Regions from separate parts of the Mus musculus genome. Here regions 1, 2 and 3 are each linked to region 4. A link is a contact called in public Hi-C and HiCAR-type data. All regions are on one chromosome and are shown on one strand. The core of a region is the stretch at or near the end of the contact, and the rest is flanking DNA. Distances in the headings are between cores, read along the strand shown.

Region 1 (3,034 bases), core at 397-2,896, 510 kb after region 4:
CCAACCCTCTCACTGGTCAGTTTTCTGCTTTGCCCAGTCAATGAACAGAGGAAGATAGCCAAAGTAATTCTCAAAGTGGAAAACTCAAGGAAAAGATGTGATGGCTTTGAAGAGAGGACCATGTGAATAGAGAATGAAACTGGACCAGGAACTCCAATGCAAACCTAACAAATGTAGACTAGAAGATGAGGTTAGAAGGCTGGCCAAAGGGAAGCCGAACTACTACATCAATAGTTATTTTACTTCACTGAAACACAATGAATACTCTTTGTTGGTTTCTATATGTTTCTAGAGTCTTAGTTTTTTTTAATTATTATTTATGTGTATGTGTGTCTAACTGTATGTGTATGCACACATGCATGCATGTACCATCAGACACCAGAAGAGGGCACCAGAGCCCCCTGGAGTGTAGAGTTACAGATGGTTGTGAGCCACTCAGCATGAATGCTGGGAAACAAATCCTTTGAAAGAGAAGCAAGTGCTCTTTAACTTTCTCTCTCTAGCCCCAAAGAAGGCTTTTAAAAAGAGCAGGGTTGAAACATGAAAACTGTGATTAGGAGTTCAGGCTTTGTAGGAGGAAGACCAGATAAAGATGCATGGCTCTGCGTCTCACTAGCAAGGTGACCTCAAACCCATTGCTAGGCTGTGGGCCCCGATCTGTGAAATGACAATAACCACATCTACAGCACAGAAGTGTGTCCATGTGTCAGTGGCCATTAATACTACTCCTGCTATGTGCTAGATATTGATAATTAATATGGACTATGCCCAAGGTCACACATGGCAACCTACTGATCAAAACCCATTATGGCTTGGCACTCTGTAAGCATGCTCCTTACAATGTCAGGACCATAAACCACTCAGCCCCCGTATCTGGCAAATGACTACAGGTTAATGTAAAAGGTCAAAAATCTTTTGTCTTATTTTATTTTACATTTTTCTCTCACATAGGGTAAAAGAGAGAAAAAAAATCTTAACACTGATTAGGAGGTTAAGAAAAAAAAGTTCTAGAAACCAGAAAAAGAAAATTTTTTTCTCTGAAGATGTGAATGCCTGTCACAAACTTTCTTGGCTTGGCATATCATGAGTCACTTCTTTTGTTCTCTGAAACTGACCAGAACTTTAACTAAATTTTGGTGTCAAGTCAAAGCCTACCCTTACCCTTCTCGTATTGTAAACAAGTCCACTGAAGATCCAGGTTAAAGTATTTTCTCTTTTCAGCTTGATGAATTACTAACAAGAACGGCACATGAGATAATGTCTCTTGGTATCTGGATAATACACTGCCTCTCAAACCTACGACAGAAATACTGGCTTCTCTCTGTGTGCTTCTAATGGCCTTGGGGTGGGGGGATAGCTTAAATCAAAACCTTCCTCGTTACCTACCACAATCCTCTTGGTTGTAGTGGTCCTGAGGTTTGAGGAGCTGTTTGCTAACCCTGTGATCCCAAAGCTCACACTGAACTTGGGTTGTTAAAATGCTCCAGAGGGGACCTGAACCATGGCAATCGGAGACCTCCCTCCACTCATGCCAAAATACCCTTCGCCTTTAAGGGCTCTTTTTAAAGCCAGAGAGTTCTCTCTGATCCTCCTTAATAAAGTGCCCAGGCAGCGGTAGTAACAACGCTCCCCTTCCTTATTTGAGATCTGTGCAGTCTCATTAAATTTGATGTGTCACAGAGGGCTTGAGTATGTGAAAGGCAGGCGGTGGGAGCTGGACTGGAGGTTGCCAGCTTTACTAAGGAAACGTAATTCATTACACCTTTTCAAAATGGACGCCCCTCTGGCTTCCTGCTCCATTGATTCCCCCCTCCCCTTCGCAAGTAACGAGTGAAGGGCCTGCTCAGCCTGCAGATTTAACCCTTATTAACAGCTGTTTAAATTAGAGATGCAGTTTGATGGAGAGATGGGAGCCCCTCAAAGGAAACCAAGATTAAAGCATGCATAAGACTGGAGCTGGGTTGTTGAGACAGCACCCCTGCCACCCCCCAAAAAGGAGGGGCTAGTGTTGCTATTAAGCAGTTTGTCTAAATAATATGTTCCTGCTTTGCCATGATTAAATATTCATGGCCTACACTCCCACCTCTGTTGCCCCCACTCCTTTGCAATAGTCATAGAAGAAGGAAAATTTGCTGGACTGTGCAAAACAAAGAATCCTGTGACAATAACCAGTTGGTTTGCCTGCTTCCTCCTTCTTGAGATTGATCTGAAACTACTCTGAAACCTAGCTGACTCCAAGCACCTTTGAGACCTGGGAGTGAACTACTGGGTTCTCTTGAAGGGAGCCGTCTGTTCTGGAAGCAGAGTCTGCAAGACAGAAGACAAGGTTCACCCTCCAAGTGCAACCATGGATTCTGTGGGATTATATCATTCACCTGGCCCATAAACTAACCTGGAAGCAAAAGGACAAAGGTCAGGGTCAAGGAGCACCCACATGTCAGACAGGCACGTAAAATTCACAGTCCGACATCATTATACATCCCTGGATAGTTATGCATCCTGCCCAATAGAAACTAATAAACCAAGAAATATCTGAAAAAGAAAATCTAATGATATTTACTTATTTACTCATTTGCTCGGGTCTCTACTCTGAGCTTTGTACCTGGCAATATTGTGGTGCTGGCAATTTCAAAGGTCAGCAAACCACCTGACAAAAAACAATGTAAGAGAGGAACGGTCTACTGGAGCTCATACCTTGAGCCTATGGCCGATCATGGCCAGGAAGGAGCATACGACAACTGCCCATATTACATCTGTGTTCTGGAAGCAGAGAGCCATGGGCGCTAGCTGGTGCTCAGCTGGCCCTCTCTTCTGTATTCAGCCAAGCAGTTATATGTCTCACCTTGCTGATGCTAGTCTAAAAGAAAACCCTTCATGAACATCCTCAGGGGTTTGTCTCCGAGCGGCTTTAGATCCTACCAAGCTGGTATTGAGTACAAACCATCACACTGTGTAAGTATTCACACCTGGACTGTGCTAATACTTAATTCCTTAGGTCTCTGGGCTTTGTAAGCTGTAGGCGTATAGATTGTAG
Region 2 (3,310 bases), core at 581-3,080, 480 kb after region 4:
CAGAAACTGCTGGCAAATATCCAAATCCCAAGCCAAAATCCATTGGGTAACTTTTTATGAGACTGAAGGCAGCAACTCAAAAACCAAACATTCACACAGTACAATCCAGGGATACACAAACTTGATACAAACATGGTGAGAAACAATGCTCAAGAAACATTAAAAATCTTTATTTGCATGAATTAATTCATCATGTTTCCATAAGATCAGAAAATGTTGCTTGAGTATCAAAAACTCTGCAGTGCATAGCATGCAATAGCCTCAAATATGGAAGAGGTACTGCAGGCAGCCGTCGCTGGTGCTCGGTGGTGTGACACCCTGTGCAAGTATGACATTGTGTGCAAAGTGAATACGTTGTGTGTTTAGGACCAAGTCTGCAGTGAAGTCATGTGATACAGTACAGGCAAACTCTGCAAGAAACACCTCAGGTTCACCATAGGGTTGGTTTTAAATTAATTTTGATGGTTATGTGCTTGAGAGCCGTACATCACTGCTAAAATTTTCTGATCCCCACATTCAGCTACACCCATGTTTTAAGAAGCTAAAGGCCTGATGTGGTGGTTTGAAGAGACGGGTTTGAAGATCTTATATTTGAACGTGTAGACATCAAGGAGTGGCACTATTTGAAAGGATTAGGAGGTGTGGCCTAATTGAAGGAAGTGTGTCACTGGAGATGGGCCTAGTTGCTCTGTCTTCCTGCTGCCTGTGGATCCACACGTGAAGTTCATAGCTTCATTTCCAGCACCATGAATACCTGTGTGCTGTCATGCTTCTACCATGATAATGGATGAAACCTCTGAACTGTAATTTCAGTTAAGTGTGTGTGTGTGTGTGTGCATGTGTGTATACATGTGCATATATGAATGCCCATGGCCATCCTGTCTTTTCACAGCAATAGAGCACTAAGAAAGAAGACCATAATATTGAGGTTTTACCTTCAATGTAATTTTTCATGCCTACTTCTCACTGAATCACTATAAAGAAGCCAAAGAAAAATCTTCCTGAGCAGTGCCTGCCTTAATTTTCTTACTGTAAGAATCACACACCTACTCAGCCCATCTGTCATTATAGCAATGTTAAAAAGTGACATTCTTAAGGTGTAACAATGAAGATTTAAGTGAGGCCCATGTTTCCAAGTGAAGCCCTAATGTTTGATTCAGATCCAGTGATTTGAATCAAAATATTTCCATGGGAACCTGCAGCCAGCCTGAAATACTTACTCCCAAATTGAATAAATCTTTTTTTTAATAAGTTCTGGGTTTTGTTTGTTTATTTTTTATTTGCTCTCTAAACCAATACAATGAACTGAAAGACAGTTTTAAAAACAATACTGACACATGCAGATAAAAGCTGTCCTTTCTAAACAGTATTTAAACAATAAAATTAAATTTCTTTGAGCATCAATTCCCTGAGCTGTAGACAGTGTCTAGTACAATGGAGAACAAATGGATGAGTGAATGAATGAAAAAAAAACTTTGTTTAAATGAAAGATTTATAAGATCTGAAGAGAAAGCAGACTATGAAAGACTTTCAAAACTTGTGTTCAGTGGCCAGTGATGAACTGATCAATAAGAAAGAGCCAGAAATGGTAACACATGAAGCTGGGAAACTCACAAAGTCTATCTTAAGATAGCATTAAGAAGAATACTGAAGGAAGAAGTCAGCCTATTGGGTCAGAAGATCAGGGTCACCAGAATTGTTATCATAGACTACCACAAACTGATTCAACTAATTTTCCGCTGAGCAATGCATTCCAGGGCTTTTGAAAGTCCCCACACTTCACAGCATGCTTCCCCAGCAGGAAGGGCCCCTTAAACATAATTTGATTCAGTCCATGTGTTTAGAAGAAAAAGGCAAAGACCCAAAGCAGTGGTGTAGCATGCCCGAGGTCACACAGTTATGTAGCCACCCACTCAATGTTCCTTCCAGGGCACCATGGTACCATGCTAAGAGTTCGTGGAAGGGATGGAAAGCCAGGATAGTGAAAAGCAGGATTCTAGACACAGAAGAGCTACTTAAGAAAGGATGGGCTCTAAGGATTCAGAGTGAGTGGGGAAAAACAGGAAAGAATGTAAAACATTGATGTAAAGGAGCCTCAAGACTCCCCGCAGAGCAAGAGGGACACAAGAACTTGGTTGATAAACATATGGAGAAGGAACATGGCTATAAATCCAGTTGGGACACTTCCTTTTCAAAGGATCTGTCCCAAACACAGCAATGTCACAGGAATGCAGGCTGCTTTGCTGTTGGCTGGAAGAAAGAGAAAGTGGCTTGAGCCACGCCTCATAGCAAGCATTTCCGAGTGAGATTCCATCATCCCAAGCGGTGCCAGAACCACCAAACCACCAAGGACCATGGGGAAATGACTGGCTACTCTGATCCAAGCAGAACCAAAGGATTGAGATGTTCCAGGAGTTGCTTTTAAAGAAAGTTTTCCCCTGCCCTACTGAGAAGAGAAAACCCATGAAGAAGGGAGAAATGGAGCTGTGTTACAATTCATCAGTAAAGCAGGAGAGCGAGAAAGGCAGGAACAAGGCGGCTTATATACTTTCCATAGCATGAAAACCTGTGGGCCTGGAAGGGAATGCAATGAGAACTTTTGACATAGACAGCCAAGATTTGGCTGCTGGACTGTTGGAATAGCTGCAGACACAGGGAAGAGTGAAACATGCAGCCTCCTAAGGGCTGGCATAAGAACATAGCCCGGACAAGAAGACAGGCAGCCAAAAGCCTAATTGCCTTAAAGTTCAGGTCGAGCCTGGAGACCCAGTGCTAGAACTTTGCCCAAATGAGGGAAATGGGGCTTCTGTCTAATGAACTCAATCAGGCAGATGGACCCTCTCACTTTCTACACTGTGTTCAGACTGTCGGAGATCAAGATAAACCACGGTCGCTCTGAAACAGTCCTTTCTCCTTTGCTCTGCCTGTCAATGGCCTCATAACCTTCAGACCTTTTTGAATGTTCTGTAGGAGCAAGCCGAGAATGATTGGACAACCAGTTGTTTTGTTCTGTTTTGTTTTTTGTTTTTAATGCATGTAGTGACTTCTTGAGGATTCTAATTAGGAGATGATAAACATGTAGGACCTTAGATCAAGTGTGTGAAGCATCAAGCCGCCTTCCATCACTACACTCTGCACACACACAAAGCAACAACTAAGGTGTTGAAAGAGACAATTGTGCCACACTGGCATGACTTTTATGTACATAAACTGACTATACCCTTAATTTCACCATTATATGGAAGGGGAAACTTAGAGATTAGAAGATTTAAATTCTTCCTTGGGTTATATAGTCATGCCAATCCGGTTT
Region 3 (3,413 bases), core at 422-2,921, 260 kb after region 4:
ATTTATGGGCAAAAACACCTTTATACAAAAAGTTTATGGCTTCCCACAGAACGCAGTGAGATTAGAATTGAGCGACTGTAACAAAGGGTGATTTGGTGATTTTGTAGGGTTTTTCTGTTTTTTTTTTCTTTTTTTTTTTTTCTGGAGGGGAAAACAGATGATTTAGAAAGTGTTAGGAACATATCAAGCCCCAGGGAAAGAAAAACGTTTGATTGGTATTAATTAAAACACTGCTAATATATTCTAATAAAATCAGATTTAACATTCTAAACTAATCCGCCTAGCATGTCAAAGGCAAAGAAAAGTATTATCTATCTTATTTGCATCTGGGCAACTCGAATGCATTTGCTCATTCGGCAGAATTAATTTCTATCACCAGTCTATTTAATCTCCTCACAGATTTAAGCAAACTTATTCTTTCAGGCTAAAAGGGCCCAGGGTGGGGAAACCATGGACGGTATTTGGAAGAGCAGTGACTGTATTTGGGGCCCATTTTCTGGCTGACCATAGTCTTTTCTCTTCATTCGTTATAATGGGATGTGGAGAACGGCAGAGATTGCAGAGTGATAAACGGCTCAGGGAGTCTTTTTTTTTTTTCTTCTTCCTCCTTTCTCTCCTTATATTATACCTGGTGGCTTATTTAAAAAATTTGGTTGCTAAATTTTAACAATGGCATTTATTTAGTGCTGCCAACCTGTTCATGAACATCTAATTTTTGTTTTCTAATTTCAGAACCTATATCATCACAGATTTCTAATGGAAAATAAATAGATAGATAGATAAACAAATAAAGGTACTTATACCAAAAACCCATTATTTTTCTTAGCTATTTTCTTTTAAGCTTCAGTCCTAAGGGTCAGTGAGGAAATATAAAATTTCAATCACCAAGAACTGAGTTCTTTGTTCTGTTTTTAAGTCAAATATCTCTTTGGGAGAATTCCATATTTTCATGGAGCATGGAGTTTCAGCTCTTTATTGCTAAGCTCTCCCGACTGATAACATCATCCTCAGATGGTATTATGGCCAAAATATTTTGCCTGAATATTAGTCTCCTGAACCTGATAGCCCATGCAAATATGAACCTAACACACACACACACACACAAAGATGAATGGGCCGGAAATGCTGAGGCCCGTATGGGTGTGTTTCTATAAGGAGGGAGTCTGCAGGCTGTGGGGAGGTAGACTGCCTGCAGTCTGCATCACGGAGGTGGCTGCAGAGATCTTTCTCCATTGCCTTTTCAAGTCTTCAAGGTAAAAGAGCAACTGCAGTTTGGTTTCACTTGTATTGTTCCATAATCCAGGCAATAAATGCTAATTAGTAATGCTCAAGGATCCGACCATTCAGAGTAATTATCATAATTTACTTCTTCCTTGTTAAAGACATTCCTTGCTGATTTTAAAAAAAAAAATCAAGTCATTCTGTCCCCCATTACATTACAGTGAGTATTCACTAGAGAGATGTTCAAGGTCCACTCAGAGCCTCATGGCTGCATTTGAAGTCACCCGACATGTGCCTTGGCTTATTCCAAGTGGAGCCACAACTTAATTTCAAAAGCAGAATTCATGTAAATGCATCGAATTCTGCACATGCACCAGGAATGTATGATTTTTATTTTACAAACCCCAAAGGCTCCTCCTTCCGGGCCCACCCCTTTTTTCTGAAACCACTTATGAGCAGAACAAAGGAATGTACTAACTGTGGAGGCAGCATTACATGTGAGCAGTCACTGCACTGTGAAGTGTGCGCTACGACAACATATTTCATCGTACAGAAGTGCGGATAATTAAATAATGCCACAGCAACCCTGACTCATTAGCAGAAAGATCTTTAAGGAGGAATCAAGAAGATGGATCCAATCAACTTGGAGAGTACTCTTCCTTCTCTGAGATCTCAAATATATTTTAGTTGGTTGGTGATTGATTCATGCAGGGCTCGAGGACAAAAGCCAGTTTCTCAAAGCCGAATGCGGATCTTTTTTAGACGAACAAACTGTATGTCTTAGATGAGTTGGATTTAACATAAGGCTTAATGTTTGGAGTCAAAGGTAGAGCGTGCCACCTTGATGCTCATTTCCCCTTTTATCCATAGATCTAAGAAATGCCCAACCCTTAACCTTTCAGTTGGCTTCCTCAACATGCATGTAGCCTCTCCTACATTTTCTAATGACGGATGTTCAAGTTCCTTATTGCTTGAACCAAGTAAGTATCATCGTCACAGAAATAAGCAACTGTACTCAGTGTCTTCCAGGGTCTCCCCCTACTCCATTTCCTTTGTCTAGGTGCTATTCTCAGTTTTCAGTGTCCATTGGTCCTTTAAGGGGGAGCTCCAGGTTTAACTTGAGGGCTATAAGCATTGGAAGAATAATTCCCATTGGATACTGTACAGAGAAGCCACCTGCAAAATGTTGACGCTGTTATTGAAGTCTCAAGTGGAGTCAGCTTTCAAAAAATTAGATATTAGATACATCCGGCATAATTTGCAATCTGTAATTATACTAATGTGCATATAGCTGTGCTTTGCTTTATCTGTAGCCTACTTGAGTGTGTCCCCATCACCCCCCATCCTCGGGCATGTCTCATGCTTGGAATTGCTTGGGAGGAGAGTGCTTTGTAAGTCAGCTTAGGGTTTTTTTTTTAATTCCTTGTTAATTAATACAAGAATAAAAGGACTTTGCTTCATGTGTGCTTCCATGAGAATGAAAGTGGAAAACCTAGATGTTGCAAACTCTTGATCTTTCAAAGGCTCCTCACTGGAGAAAATTTGAATTCTTTGCAAAATATTTGCAGTTCTTTGTGAGTTTGGTCTTCATCCTGGCTGTGGATAACTCGGAAGCACAGAGAACAACAGAAAAGTACATATTACACATAAGGAATCCATTTCCTTTGTTGGAATCAGAGACATGGCATTTGCCAGAGATGATGATTTTTAATCTAATAAAAGCAATCAAACCATTAACAATAATAAACAATTTTCTGTTTTTCCCCTCCATTTTGCATGTCACGAGATGAGTAACTGAGACTCTTATCCACTAACTTCAGTTCCCTTTTGGGGCCTCAACACGATTCCAGAGATCTACTGATGGCTCCACTGGGGAGCCCCCTCCAGCGAGCTGCCCCCCCCCCCCAAGATCTACCTATTAAGAAAAAGCCCAGGCAGATCACAGTGAGTTGGCTGGTCAGCCTGCTACTTGCCATTTGCCATGTATGCAGTAGGTGGTGAGCTTGTCGAGACAAGCTTAGAGAATTGTTACAGAGTAAGACTATGTGAGGCCCTAAGTTTTTGCTTCTTCATTCAAATTACAAAAAGGATCTCAAGAGAACTTTGCATTGAATAGATGATGCTACTCCACTGCTCTTGCAATTAGGTAGGTATAGAACCCAAAGAACAAAGCTGTAAAATTTTTAACTCTC
Region 4 (3,288 bases), core at 393-2,892:
CACTCAGGTCTTCGTGTTGCCTAGAACAGGAAACTAGATCCAGAGGTCACACTATGTTATGGAGAGAGAGACACAAACATGGGCCCTGGTGAAGGGGGGTGGAGACGTTGTAGGCTAAGACACTACTACAGGCTGAGGGTCCCTGCCCTTTTTGCTGTGCCATGGGTCCTCTCTGACCTCTACGATGTCTTGCCATGAGGATGGTTCAGCCATTCCAAACTCTCTTTTTCTCTGGCTTAATCTAACATCTGAGAAATCCATTTGCTCTCTTTCTCGTACATATAAACACCTTGCAGTGTGTATGTGTGTTGGGGAGGGGGGCTCAGCTTTTTTCTTCCCTTAGAGAAAGCATGAAAACAAACAAAACAAGTCCCATGTCTGAACACTCCCAAAATTCTCAGAATTACAGAAAAGGAGGCACGTGTGAGTGACTGAATTTGTTCAAGAGCAGGAGGCAAGGAGATGTTTGTGTAACAACAGCCTCAGACAACAGGACCAACCAGAAGCACAGCATGGCTGTGTCATGGCTACAGGCCCTAGGAGAAGCTGGCTTTCTTGTCAGGTTTAGACAGATACCTTTTGTCAATCATGGATCAATGCTGGCCAGGCAAGCTTTGTCTCAGAGGCTTGCGAGGATAATGTTTCTTTGTAAGCGTAGTTTCTTTTGCCCTTTTAAACTCTAATGTCATTGTTTTTCAAACAAAACTCTGTGTGTGCTTTGCTGGAGCTTGCTGGATAAGTAAGCACTGTCATTTAAATGAGTATTTAATGTTATATAACTGTCATTTGGCACTTATAAACGGGAATCTGAAAATATCAGGTGGATAATAAAATAGATTTCAATATCATTCCTCAAAAAGGAAAGTGCCCTCTGTTTTTGTTGTGAATGCTGTCTGAGGCTTCCCTCCCCACGTCCCCTCTTCCCTGAGTAACAATCTTGTCTTCCAAGACCGTCAGAAAAATAGCCTATTTTTAAATTTTTAGACTTTCTGTCTTAGGGAAAGGGAAAATATTGTATGGAAAGCAACAGTGGCAGCCGCAGCAGCAACAACCACAACAATAAGAAATACCTGCCTTACAGTGTCGGCTGAATGCCCACGGATGCAATGCGCATGTTAGACACATCAGGCTAAAATGGATTCTAAGCGTATTCTTAGATTAGATTTAGTTACACAGCATTTTAGAGAGAGGTGACAGGTAAGCTTTCAAAACTGGTAGGCATTTTAGTTCATTGTAGCCAGAAGTTAAAAATAATTGCAATGAATTTTAAGTCACAAGAAAAACCTTCCTTCTGACCTGGCTCCCAGAGCTGGCTGGAGAAAGGCCTTTATCCAGGCATTTGGGACAGCTCTTTCTTTAGAGAAAAAGCCAGCCGTCTGTTTTTCTTCTCTCTGGGGTAGCTGCCATTTCGGACAGGCAGGCACAAAGCCGGGAACATAATCAAGGGCAGAGAAAACTCACCCCATGTTCTATTTGTCATGCTGACCCGCAGGTCATAACCTGAAAGTTTATGGATCAGGGAGACAAGGCCTCCCTGGAAGTCTGTTTTCTGGGCTTTGGCTGATGCTAAGTTCCTGACTTCTGAAAGAGGGGAGGGTGTGGACTTCCAGGGCTAGCCAGTGGGAAGGAAGTAATATTCATTAAGAGTGTCTCATGCAAGCCGCGCAGGCAAGCATGCTCAGTGTAAATTCTCCCGGAGTCTGTCAGCTATGTTTGAACTCAGTCCAGCAGGGCTGCCTTTACTTTTTTTTTTCCCTACCAGGAAGAATGCTCCATTACATTGTGCTTTGCCTCTCTCTCTCTCTCTCTCTCTCTCTCTCTCTCTCTCTCTCTCTCTCTCTCTCTCAGAAGATCAGTAACAATGTTATTTTCTGATCAGTTCAGTAATACAATGCCCTCTGATGTTCACACCAGCATCTCACTGGAGAAGAAAAGAATGTTGTTGGCTACCTGGGACCAGAAGACTTCTTAGGTCAGTAGAAGCTAATCAAGTACTCTCAAGGCTTCCAGAGTCAGGAGTCGTCTTTTCTTAGTAGTTCAGGGAACTGACAGCAATTTAATTGTCTTTTCAACTGGTGGGTGTTCATATACCAATATTTTTTTTCCCACGCGAACTATGGTTTTCTTATGCTAGAGTGATTTTCCAAAAACAGGGAAAGATATATCTTTGGATTAATTTGCATTTGAAAGAAACTTTTTTTTTTTGGTACAGGAGTTTTCTCTTTCTTCTTTCTCTTTCTTCTCTACTGCAAATTATATGTTTTTCAAGTAAATATTGTGGTGAACCGATGTAGCAGTCACAGTCAAATGTGGATGTGGTTTGCATGGCATTAATTCTTGGCAAGGGTGGCTTTCATGAAGTTAGCTTTTGTGCTGCCAAAGATAGAAGGGAGTTAGCTTATTTCTGTCATTGTTTCTGAAACTTTTGGTAGGTTTGGAGGCTGAATTGAGAACCCTTGGGGATGGGGGGGAGGGGGAGAGAGAGAGAGAGAGAGAGAGAGAGAGAGAGAGAGAGAGAGAGAGAGAGAGAGAAGAGCTTTTTTCCTGTTTAATGTGCAAAAAAATGTCTTTTTAAAAAAATATTCAACTCTCTGCTTCTCAGGAACGACTGTATCTTTTTAAGAGTATGTGTAGTGATAAAGTGTAGTTTTGGAGGGAGATAACCAGCAGAAGGCAGAGACAGTTTGTAATGAACAATTTAAATCAAGATCCTCATGGGAACTAGATGCAAGCCAAGAAAAATATCATGTGCTGTGAACTCACTGATTTACTGAGGTTTGCACCTTTAAATCTTTTTTTTTCTTTCTTTCTTTTTTTTTTTTTTTTTGAGAAAGTGGATCCAACTTTAAAGCATTGTTCTGTAACATCAGGTGATGATGATGTCACACTCAGCAGAGCAAGCAAGTGTGCAAAGACAGTTCCTTTAAAAATATCTGAGGGCTGGGCTTAGGAAACTACACGGCTTGAAGGGAGACTGTGTCCTGAGCTATTTTGCAATATTATGCACAAATCTTTAGAGCAAAGGGGAATTTTTTTTTCCTTTTCAAAGCAAAAGGGCAAGTTAAGTATTATTGATTTGTCTGGGATTAAATATTTGCTGGCATCCAGTACATCACAGGCTACCAATATGTAAGTCAGACGTGCCATCTATTCAGGGCACGTAAATGAAAGCTCTTGCATTTTCATAGGGTCAAATACGGCAGCACCAGCTCCTAATTACCCTCTGCTCCCAGGAAGGCCTGAGAGAGGCGGGGCGTGTGGTCAAAGAATGCATGGCCTGTGAGCTGA

Evidence for each region. Hi-C and Micro-C count contacts between places; a contact is called where the count stands out from the background. HiCAR-type assays count read pairs that join an accessible place to other places.
Region 1: a Hi-C map of uterus shows a contact between it and region 4, with 4 times the contacts expected there. The contact joins two enhancer-like sites.
Region 2: a contact with region 4 is called in a HiCAR-type map of fibro-adipogenic progenitors, with 4 times the contacts expected there. The contact joins two enhancer-like sites. A contact is called at or near these places in 1 of 484 Hi-C or Micro-C datasets (nephron progenitors) and 1 of 115 datasets of contacts at active chromatin or transcription factors (fibro-adipogenic progenitors).
Region 3: a contact with region 4 is called in a Hi-C map of uterus, with 4 times the contacts expected there. The contact joins two enhancer-like sites. A contact is called at or near these places in 4 of 39 promoter capture datasets (the 3T3-L1 cell line, 3T3-L1-derived adipocytes and cranial neural crest), 10 of 484 Hi-C or Micro-C datasets (the 3T3-L1 cell line, the HL-1 cell line, adipose-derived mesenchymal stem cells and 2 more) and 8 of 115 datasets of contacts at active chromatin or transcription factors (craniofacial prominence, embryonic forebrain, embryonic hindbrain and 5 more).

The regions. Positions count from the first base shown.
Region 1 is chr9:41,833,210-41,836,243 of GRCm38.p6, forward strand. It overlaps Gm35940 (a long non-coding RNA gene), which reads left to right. Exons shown (of 3, transcript XR_379298.3): 3 at 1-1,308. Among named protein-coding and RNA genes, the nearest start is that of Gm35940, 29 kb to the left of the region's middle. Within about 2 kb of position 1,647, at least 19 of the 459 cell types and tissues checked have an H3K27ac peak or open chromatin away from gene starts, as enhancers often do. A contact at or near this core is called in uterus, where this site is marked.
Region 2 is chr9:41,807,206-41,810,515 of GRCm38.p6, forward strand. All of the region lies in intron 1 of Gm35940 (a long non-coding RNA gene), which reads left to right. Among named protein-coding and RNA genes, the nearest start is that of Gm35940, 3.2 kb to the left of the region's middle. Within about 2 kb of position 1,831, at least 60 of the 459 cell types and tissues checked have an H3K27ac peak or open chromatin away from gene starts, as enhancers often do. A contact at or near this core is called in fibro-adipogenic progenitors, where this site is marked.
Region 3 is chr9:41,584,795-41,588,207 of GRCm38.p6, forward strand. The region is part of intron 4 of Mir100hg (Mir100 Mirlet7a-2 Mir125b-1 cluster host gene); the gene reads left to right. Among named protein-coding and RNA genes, the nearest start is that of Mir125b-1, 4.6 kb to the left of the region's middle. Within about 2 kb of position 1,672, at least 67 of the 459 cell types and tissues checked have an H3K27ac peak or open chromatin away from gene starts, as enhancers often do. A contact at or near this core is called in embryonic fibroblasts, embryonic forebrain, forebrain and 1 more, where this site is marked.
Region 4 is chr9:41,325,404-41,328,691 of GRCm38.p6, forward strand. No RefSeq gene overlaps it. Among named protein-coding and RNA genes, the nearest start is that of Gm25401, 12 kb to the right of the region's middle. Within about 2 kb of position 1,643, at least 122 of the 459 cell types and tissues checked have an H3K27ac peak or open chromatin away from gene starts, as enhancers often do. A contact at or near this core is called in embryonic fibroblasts, embryonic forebrain, fibro-adipogenic progenitors and 2 more, where this site is marked.